2 separate regions of the Columba livia genome follow, and region 1 is linked to region 2. Evidence: chromatin contacts called from public Hi-C data. All regions are on one chromosome and are shown on one strand. Each heading gives the region's core, a stretch centred on a gene start, on an enhancer-like site or on the middle of the called end of the contact. The rest is flanking DNA. Distances are from core to core; before and after follow the strand shown.

Region 1 (5,185 bases), core at 939-3,438, 64 kb before region 2:
AACCTCAGTGTTTTCATATCTGCCACTGCTTCCTTGAAACACTGAGGACAACTCAAGGTCAGGAAGCATAAATTTAGGCATCTATGTATGCACTAGATGTTAAACCTCCAGTTATAGGTAATACAGCCAAAGGTACAATACCAGCCAGTCCAGGAATATAAAGTGATTTATTCAGTCACCCACCAAGTCCTACTTTAGGATGAGTTGAATTCCTCTTTGGGCTTTACTGGCTGTGTTGGGTAGACACAAAATTAATGCATAAATGTCCAGCACCATCTGAGCACTGGAAGGGTGTCCTGTCTGGCATCCAGCCATCCCAAAAGGACATGGGTTTCCCCTGTGCTGCAAGTGCCAGCTGCATGCCTCAGGCTTCTGAAATATTTCAAATGGCACCAACATTTAGAGAACTGAACTGAGCCACTGGTCTCCACTGGGCCGTTGATCTCCACCATCAAAACATACACAGCAAGTGTACTTTTATATATCCCTTGTACGCAGACATGTTAATTTAAGGGCATCCACCTTGAACTCAATTCCACTGTAGATATTAACTATTTTTCCCTGCACTTCAAGATTTTGTTGGCTTGAAATTTTGTTTTTAGGCTGCTGTGTCTTTTAATTGTAGAATCTCGTACCCTTTGTTCTACTCTACTCTTAAATACTTACTGTTCAGCAGCAGTTCATACTTAACAGGCTGGCGCAGAGCAAATACACATGCACACAGGCATATCAGCATCTGGAGACTGCTTTGAACCTTCCTAACTCTGGCTTACTTCTGTTTTGCAAGCAAGTCCCTGGAAGGCAGCCTATGGCCCTCTTTCAGAGTGTGGAGACAAAAAATAGGTGCGTAGTTCCAGGTGAAGCAGGAATGAAAGTATGTGAGAGCACCAGAGAAGGCAGTAGAGTAAAGACAACGGAAGGGTCAGTATGGATAACCAAGGACATGAATGGAAGCCATCAGACTGGAAAACACTGAGGACTTCCAAGTTGTTCATTTACATCATGACAAGAAGGCCCATGCTCCCTCAGCAAGAGGATGGCAACAAGGGTGTCACTTGTGCCGTGCTTCTTTCTGCTGTCCAACCAGGGAGATGAAGATACCCAAAAAGAGGAATTATGGACAACAGACAGCAGCCTTCCTGGAGATTTACAGAGAATGAACCTTTTGAGGATTAAATGAGGATCTGGCATTCACTGTTTATCATTCCGTGTAGGAATCTGAACCAAATTCTGGACAGCATCAGCTTGGGAGAGATTGTTCATTTGTTTTGAAGATTTCCTCCTTGCCAGCCTTACTTGTTTTGTTTCTTTCTGGAATGAAACACAAATAAACCTGCCTGCTGTTGGAGCTGCTCTGCTGCTGAGTCACTGACCCACTCCGCAGCTTTGAGCAAGCAGCTAGCTCACTCGCAATCTCAGTTTTGCTTTCTGAAAAACAGAGTAATGAGGTATGCTTTGCTGATAATGAAGAAGTGAACACGAATGGAATTGTTCCCAGAAAGTAAATTACTAAATAAATATGCATTAACAAACGATCCTGAGATGAGAACATACTTGTGGGAGCAAATGCATTTTCAGTAAGGCCAATCTTAAACAATGCCTTGCCTTATGAAATGCTGAGAGTCACCATGACAAAGCACAAACTGTTACCACAGTTATTGAGGTGACAGTGACTTCTCATTCAATGATATCACAGGTATCAGCAAAACAGAAGCCCTTTCTAGGTTCTTGTTTCCTTCTGTTCCTGTTGCTGTTGTCCATGGCTGCCCCTCCTGCAGGTACAGCGCAATCCTGCTTTCTGTCTCTTTCCACAAACTGAGAGACTGAGCTTAACCAGCCAACTCTTTAGTGGGGAGTATATTTTAGAGACATAGTCATAACAACACCCAGACCCTTCATGTTAGTAGGAATAACACCAACGTTCACATATCCAGCACAGAACCAGTACAGTAATATATTCTTATTTATTTACTTGCATTACGATTATTTTACAGGCTTGTGTTTGTTGATTGAGACATACTGTGCACAACAAAGATATCCTCTCATCCAAAGAACTTGGACCAGGAGCCATCAGGTGGAAAGAAACAGGAAACAGAGACAATTGATCCTGGGCAGCAGCCTCAGCAAAGCCACTGCTCAGTCACCTCAGGACTTTAGCAGGCCTGAGGACTCTCAGAGTAAAGAATGAGGTGATTTTGAGGTGTCTATAATGACTTTTTCTGAGAAAAGAGAGAGACTGTGGGCAAAAAACACCAAAAGTGCTTATTTGAAAATTATGAAGTTGAAAATGGAAATTTGCATCATAAGCTGATCAGAGGTAAGGCTTGACCTTTAAATGTTGAAAGGATTATTGTTGAGCTTGTTTTATCTGAGCAGTCACAGCATGCAGAGTTGTGCTGAGTTCATGGGAATAAGCAATTAACTCTGTGAGCAGTAAATCTGGTGAAGCCTTGCTTCTTTTGAACTAGAGTCCTATTTTCTTACCCACCCAACTTAATAACCCTGACAGTTCTCCTGACCTTAAAGCTCTGTATGACTTTCTCCTCACCTCAGCAGTACACTCATCTTCTTCCCATGTCCTGTATATACCAGCGAGGTAAAGTGCAGCCTGAGCTCCCTCCACCTCCCAACAAGCGGTATGTGCTGGCCGGCAGCCGGATGCCCACAGTGACTGGCCCCAACACGGCTGGTGAGCACACACTTCAGTTTTCCCTCATTAAATTTCCTTTCTTATGCAGAGTCAGTCTTCAGAAGTCATGCAGAACATTCCGCTATGCCACTATTCCTCAGGTCAGCTCAGCTCATCATCCCAACTAGGCAGTGAAGAGAAAAAGGCACTTAGGCCATGATTCATCCCATCCCAAAATAATCATCTAAATCAGGTCACTTGAATCACGGTTAAAAGTGCCAGCTGGTCTCCACTAACTGTAAGGACAAGGTGACTGTCTCAGATTAAGACACTGATACTACAGAAGTCTAAACTTAGGTGAAATGAATCCTGCCTTCATGCCTTTGAGCTGTGTGTCACACTACAGCACAATGTTAAAGTGTGGCAGTTGGTTTAAAAGTTATTAGAATGGGACAGATGGATAGATATTGTAATCACTAAAGCCTTCCTTCATCGGGATGCTAGGCTGAAAAATCAAAAAATAATTGTGGAAGTGGGAGAAAATAAAAATATATTTGTGCACATTTCCAGAGGAAGATGCTACATTCAATGCATAAACTATTAGTTGTGTCTCTTTGGGATTCTATGCCTGGATATCAGGTTTAAATATTTAAGGTCTGACCTCTCACCTAATTACCCGCATAAACCTGCACCAAAAAATTCCTGCATGAAGTTCACAGCTGCTCATTAAAGTAAATATACAGAAAGATATAGCAAATCTCCAATCAAGACAAAGTTTCCCTTTGAAAAAATAAATTCAGAAACTTACATTTATCCCTTTAATAGCCTTAAAGAAAATCTGAGCTTCTATGTAGCAGGTGTTCCAGGCCATTCTGTGCCTCGTTTTGAGCAATCTCTGACTGCTCAACAACTGCCGTATGTGTGTGAGTGGTTGGAGCACCACCATCTTCCCAGCAGTTAAAACCACCACACATTGTTAGACCACAAGCACCAACACATTGACCTACTGTGCTGGTTTTGGCTGGGATAGAGTTAATTTTCTGCATAGTCTAGTCTGGGATACAGTTAATTTTCTTCTTAGTAGTTAGTATGGGGCTGAGTTTTGGACTTGTGCTGAAAACAGTGTTGGTAACACAGGGCTGTTTTAGCTACTGCTGTGCAGTGCTTACACAGAGTTAAGGCGTTTTCTGCTCCTCACACCACCCCACCAGTGAGTGGGCTGGGGGTGCACGAGGTGTTGGGAGGGGACACGGCTGGGACAGATGACCCCAACTGACCAAAGCGATATTCCACACCATATGATGTCATGCTGAGTATATAAGCTGGAGGAAGATGAAGGAAGCGGGGTACGTTCAGAGTGATGGTGTTTGTCTTCCCAAGTAACGCTTATGCATGATGGAGCCACTCTGTCCTGGAGATGGCTGAACACCTGTCTGCTGATGGGAAGTAGTGATTTAATCCCTTGTTTTGCTTTGCTTGTGTGTGCAGCTTTTGCTTTACCTATTTAACTGTCTTCATCTCAACCCATGAGTTTTCTCACTTTTAATCTCCTGATTCTCTCCCCCATCCCACCAGGAGGAAGAGTGAGAGGCTGTGTGGTGCTTAGTTGCTGGCAGGGGTTAAACCACGACACCTACTCTACAAAAGTAAACTTAGTTCACTTACCTTCTTGTCTCTTGCAAACTTCTCCAGGAATTAAAGTACAGTTTCAGTCATAGCTAAAGAAAGAAGGTGATGAAAGAAGATGAAAGATAAGTCAAACAAGACATATGGGTTCCAACAAGCTGAGAATATTTAGCAGTTCTGTATTGGAAAAAAAGGAAAAAAAAGCCATTGACATGTAAAGTGTCTTGAAACTTTCTTTTGCATACCTCTGTTCAAGGACAGCCTGAGTTTCCACATGCCTCCATTTCTCCAAGCCTGGAGCTATCCTGCAAAATCCCCACCATGGTCTACTGTGCAGATGTAGAAGTGCTCCACAACTCTGAATTGGTTTCTCAACACACGCACAAAAATGTCTATTTTGTGCAACTTCCGTGTGAAGGGGCACCCTGAAACACACAGTTGTACAGTAAATGCTCACTACTTGCCTCATGAGTGAAATCCCAGGACAGCTGGGATGGGGGAACCTCCCAGCATCTCCTACACACCACTTCTCATATGCAGCCCAGGTTGCCACATGCCCATCTCTGACATTTTGGTGTCCAGTTGGTGCTCACATATGTGCCATCCCTGCAAAGGAGTGAGGATCAGAAAGATTTCACCAAGATGCACAAATTTGGTGGAGGTGGGAGGTAACAGCCACCCCCAGGCTCAGCCATGTCTTATAACCTCACCCTGTGAAGAAGCACAAGCCTGCAAAGCAGCAGAAGAGACCACCTTGCATCCTCCTCCCCAGCCCCCTGCAGAGGCAGCTCTCTCCATCCTCTCCAGCCGTGCCTCCCGTGGGCACACATGTCCGTGCAACTGCATGGAAAACCATAGCATGACCCTGAACTAGGTTACAGCTTGTGTTTTTGTTCCCCTTGGCTGAGATTTCAGCCGGATCAATTCTTC
Region 2 (5,121 bases), core at 2,596-5,095:
AATTTGCAGTACTTTTTGGTCACTTGCATGACTTGAACCCACATTTTCAGATTTAAAAAGGAGGAGTTTATGTATGTGGCAAGTACAGCTCATCTAGACTCACTTTGTTCACAGGGGAACTTTTCAGGAATAATGGCAAGTTGTCTGCCCCTCCTGCAACAGAGAAGTCTGTGTCCTGGTACCACCTGTTTGCACAGCATCAGCTGCTAGGCTTGGAAGACCACTTTAAAAAAAGCTAGAATGCTTTCCTGCTCGTATTGCATCAACATGTGTCCTTTTCCCCTTTAAATTGTTATTAAATCACCCTTCTGCCTTAGTAGGTGGCTACTGAAGTGTGAGAGGAAATCTTGTCGTGCCTAAACACTGTGGCTGTAATCCCTCATGGGTTCTTGTACCTGTGTTTTCAGAAAGGACAGGGAAGATAAAACACAAAGCTGTCGCTTGTTTGTTGAGGTGTCCATGGTTGCGGTACCTGAGCAGCTCGTGTTCCCCAGATGTGAAGTGAAGGAATGTGCTCCAGCCTGTTCTGGGTGGTGTGGCAGGGTGAAGGCGCTCAGGGCAAACCAGAGGTGCTGCAGGAGCAGCAAGCTCTGCCACCAGTTTTGAATATGCCTTGGAGGTGGCTGTGTGGTATCTGGGGTGGAGAAGCAAGCCCTAAGCCAAACCTCAAGCTCTGGCTGATCTTATGCAGAAAGCATGAGAAACTCCCTTGGGCTGTGGATTCAGGATTTTGGGTCCTGTAGTCATGAAGCACTCTCATGGAAATAATGACCTTTCCAACAGCCGCCTGAGCAAAGGGAGGGAAAGAAACACTGAGCACCTGAGTTGAAATGTGGTTGATTGCTTGCCCAAAGATCTCAGTAATATATCAGTCATGGCTTTTCCCATGATTGCTTATGTTTTGACCTGAATTCAACCCCAGTAATTTGCCTCAAGTTTCCCACTCAGTTTTCACTTGGGAGATCTGTGGTGATATCCAGAGGTCTCAATGCTATAAACAATACTCTGATGCCCACTTTTCTCTTGAGAGTCAAACTTCTTGAGTACAAGTGTCTTTATTTCTGGATTACTTTAGCTATGCTTTTATCGTGGCCTAAATCTTTAACACGTGGCTCTTTTTGTGTGCACACACAGCTCTGCAAGCGGTTTGCCTTCCTGGGAGTGGAGCATCAAGCTTTGTATGATACTTTGGTCCTGCAGAAACCACCTGATCTCTATGAAACAAGCACCATGCAGCTTGTAGATGCTGAACTGAGGTTTCCTGAAGAGTTATCTCATCTTTTGTTTGTGGTCATTTTGTTTAATATTTTTAAGTGTGCTGATATGGTTTTACAGTATATTTGAGAGACGTGCTACACAGGGAGCTGGTGGCAGGAGCTGAGGTTATTTCAGCAGCTCTCTGGATGGTGGGAGCTGGGTTTTAGCAGAAAAGGATTGCTGCAGTCCCTTCTCAAGAGCCAGGTCCTTCCTTCAAACTGCCTCTTAAGGATAATTGGCAACACATACACATGCAAAAATAAGCTAGTCAGGATGTTCTCTGCTCCAGCAGAGGAGATGAGGGGAGAGAAATGCAATAGTTCCCTTTGCTGTGGTGGTATCAAAAGGTGGCTGTGAAGTGTGATGCCGAACAGTTCAAGAACCTGTGATTTACAAGGGAATGGAAGCAAGAATGTTCAATTTTAGCATTATAGCCGAAACACTGTCTCTTGAGGTCTGAAAGACCTGATGCTTCATTGGAATTTTTCTGAAGCCACTCTGGGGAGAAACAGAAGCAGCGTTTGTAGACGGTGAGCTTTGCACGGAGCGTACTTGTACCCTGAGGGAGGAGGGGACAGTGCAGCTCCTGGGGTGGGCAGGTGGCAGAATATCATTTTTTGTGATTCTCACCATGTGAGTTAAGCCAAACCTGCCCACACAGCATTGTCTGTCTTCGTTGTGCCTCTTAACTGAAGGACACCAGAGTGCATGCAATCAAGAGTATTTTACAGGAATGGGATCTAGTGTAAACTACAGGAGAGTTGATCTGCAATGTTTCTCACCTGTGACTCTGAATCCCTAATGCCGAAAGGAGTCAAGGGCCCCATTTCAAATAATTGCCAAAAAAAAAAAATAAAAAGGACAATGAGAAGGGATTAATAAACCAGGTTTGCCTCCTCTCTTTCTCTGTGTGGTGGGCTGACGCCAGCCAGCAGCTGAGCACCCACAGCACCCACTCGCTCCCTCACAGTGGGAGAGGGGAGAGTAGGTAGAGCAAAAGCAAGAAAATTTGTGTGTTGGGGCAAAGACATTTTAATAAGGGAAGGAAAGAGGAAAAGAACAGGAAAAGCAAAGGCAACCACTCAGCACCCACAAGCAGCTTGACACCCACCGACCCCATCTCTGAGCTACAGCTGTGCTGGAAGACAAAACCCTCACTTTCTATTTTATAGAGGAACACGAAGCTATTATGGTGTGGAGTGTCCCTTTGGCCAACTGGGGTCAGCTGCCTGGCTGTGTCCCTTCCTGACCTGCTGCCCACCCCAGCGAACTCGCTGGGAGGCAGAACGGGACTCAGCGATGCCTCGGCGCTGTGCAAACACCGCGGCTGTGCCCCAGCCCGCGTGCGGCACCGCTCCCTGCTCTGTCCCGCAGCACACGCAGCCTCACTGTGAGAAGATGGGATATTGGGTTTCCCCTCTCTGCTACGTGTGCTTAATGTTTTCTCTCTCAGGATTCACTGAGCTGCAAATTAAGAACTGAATTGCAGTGTCCTCGGCATACAGAAGGTGAAGCGCTGGCAGGTGTTGGCAGCCCCCAGGATGGCCACCTCCTGCAATCACAAATGGAAGTGTTGGTGCGTGATGGCTCCTCATCGTTGACTTTCCAGAATTTGTGATTTGGCTGGAAAAAATGCTAGTTTATAAAATATTTATGCAGCAACAACTGTTCTTACTCTGGAGAAAGTCCAAATTCCTATTAAATGCAATTAGATCAAAAGAAAGGAGGTTTTTTATGGGGATGACGGTACAGATTTTGATGAAGGCATTTTAAAGAGTGCCTGGTTACCTGACTACAGCCAGTCCATGTGGAAGGGAGGAATTGCTTTGTGTATGTTGCTCTGGCGTGTTATTATTCAGAAGAGGCTGGGGTAGTGGGTAAGAAAGTGTAAAGGAGTGAAGCCTATGACCAGCAAGTCTCTGAAATGTCCCGCTTTCTCCCCACTCTTTGATTTGCACTGGGAAAGCAGCTGTTCCAAGGTGACCTCAAACTCTCCAGCAATTTTCAGTTAGGTTTATTCTTTCCCTTAAACCATTTGCTAGGTTGGACTATACGCCTTCCCATCCATTCCCATCCGTGCACGCACATGCAGTGCTGGACTCCTAATCCCTGCCAGCTTACAACATGGGCATTCAGGGGCCAAGAACTTAAAGTATTTTTCTTGGCCGTGTAAGGGGCTGGGCCTCCTTGCCCAGAGACCATCACGCAGCTGCTTAATGAAAAACAGGAAAGCCTTCCAGAAAAGAAAACAAAACAAAAAACCAAAACCACAAACCACAACCACCTTACCACCAAGGGGAGGCAAGGCTCAGCATCACCAACATGTCATACCCTCCACCCCACCCTGCAGCGTTCCTGTGCATTACTCATCCCTCTGGCATCAGCTAAAGCGCATCTGATTTTAAACAGCAACAGGACAGAGGGTGGCCAGCGATGTCACGGGAGGGAGGCCAAGCCGGCAGCCAGCTCTCTCCAGAGCCCCTGATCCTGGTGAGTGGCAGATGTGGCTGCATTGTGCTTTGTGTCTCAGATACAACCCAGGCTACCGAGCACAAACTGCTGCTGCTTGTAATTCCTCACCTCGGCAGGGTGAGCTAGAGCAGTGCAATATAAAGTCCGATGTGAACCCTGCGCTACGACAGCGTTAACATTGCCAGCAAAGCAAAACAAGCCCGGCAGGGAGAGTGGAAAACCAGCCAGGGTCGTTGCTGGGTGTGCTCATGGCGCTGGGGGGTGAGGTCGGGAAAAGCTCATTGCTAAGCCCAGGCCCAGCTCTAGGTGGCCTCCTAAGGCCACAGGCAAGGCAGAGCTGGAGCGAGAAAATAACTGTTCACTGGGGAATAAAGAGAAAAAAGGAGCCGGAGCCACAAGGGTATTTCAGGTCAAAATCCTCCACGGATTTTGGCCCAAGTGTCTACTCATGAGCTTCGCCCCAGCCCATGCACCCAGTGCAAACCCCTTCATGTGCTGGTGTCCCACCACAGCTCCAGGAGCTCACTAGAACAGCTGTGGTGACTTTGCAGCCCTCGCCTGATGCAAAGGGCAGAGGGAGCTGAGGCCGGTGCGGGGGCTGCCCGGGGACACCCGGCCGGGACCCCTCCTGGCAGACCTGCTGTGTAGATGTTGTACGAGCAGGGCAGGCCCGGTGCGTGTTTTAAAAGGTTATGCTGGAGCACAGGCTGGAAAATAGGTCAGCTTGTCCCTTTCAGGCATTCAGTTCAGCTGCACAATTGCACTGCTGAGAGCAAAATTGCCACTGTCTGAATTAAAATGTGTAACATCCAAGTGCTTCTGGACATGACATACCCTGAATGGCAATGTGAGATGAACAAGAGGGCTCTCCTTTCAAATGTAGCTAGGTCTTGCTCTTAAAATACTCACCTCTAGACAACAAACTTCACACACTGTTGTAAAAAAAAACTGTCTGAGCCTCCTCAGTGAATGGTACAAAACAGTATATTCCAGACTTTTGTCTTTTCCTCTTTCTTTACAGCACAGCCTGACTAGCACAAGTCCCGCCGCTTCTGCTGGGTGAGGGCTGAGGCCATTTCCAGAGGCACGTGTGAAAAGCAGAGCCCTGGAAAGGGGCATCCACCTGTTCCTGGAAACTCATTCTGACTGTCCGCATCCCAGTCATCCCAGCACACGTGGTGTCACCGGCATCTGCCCCTTCCCTCTCAGGTCACAAGGGTTTGAGGATGTGGGGTGGCTGGGAGAGGAGAGGGCAGCCCTGCAGCCACCTCAGTCCCTCTGGCTGCCACTCCAGCTTCCAGCAATGTGGCGTATTTGGCATTGCCGTGAGCCAATAAAAAGTGATACTTGCCCTGAATCCTGACACAGTACTAGGACAAGACACTATTTCTC

The links. Hi-C and Micro-C count contacts between places; a contact is called where the count stands out from the background.
Region 1: a contact with region 2 is called in a Hi-C map of crop, with 2.4 times the contacts expected there. The contact joins two enhancer-like sites. A contact is called at or near these places in 2 of 2 Hi-C or Micro-C datasets (crop and liver).

What each region holds. Positions count from the first base shown.
Region 1 is chr3:25,526,129-25,531,313 of bColLiv1.pat.W.v2, reverse strand. No RefSeq gene overlaps it. Among named protein-coding and RNA genes, the nearest start is that of KLHL31, 20 kb to the left of the region's middle. Within about 2 kb of position 2,188, at least 1 of the 3 cell types and tissues checked has an H3K27ac peak away from gene starts, as active enhancers do.
Region 2 is chr3:25,464,080-25,469,200 of bColLiv1.pat.W.v2, reverse strand. It overlaps GCLC (glutamate-cysteine ligase catalytic subunit), which reads left to right. Exons shown (of 16, transcript XM_065056098.1): 16 at 1-11. Among named protein-coding and RNA genes, the nearest start is that of ELOVL5, 28 kb to the right of the region's middle. Within about 2 kb of position 3,845, at least 1 of the 3 cell types and tissues checked has an H3K27ac peak away from gene starts, as active enhancers do.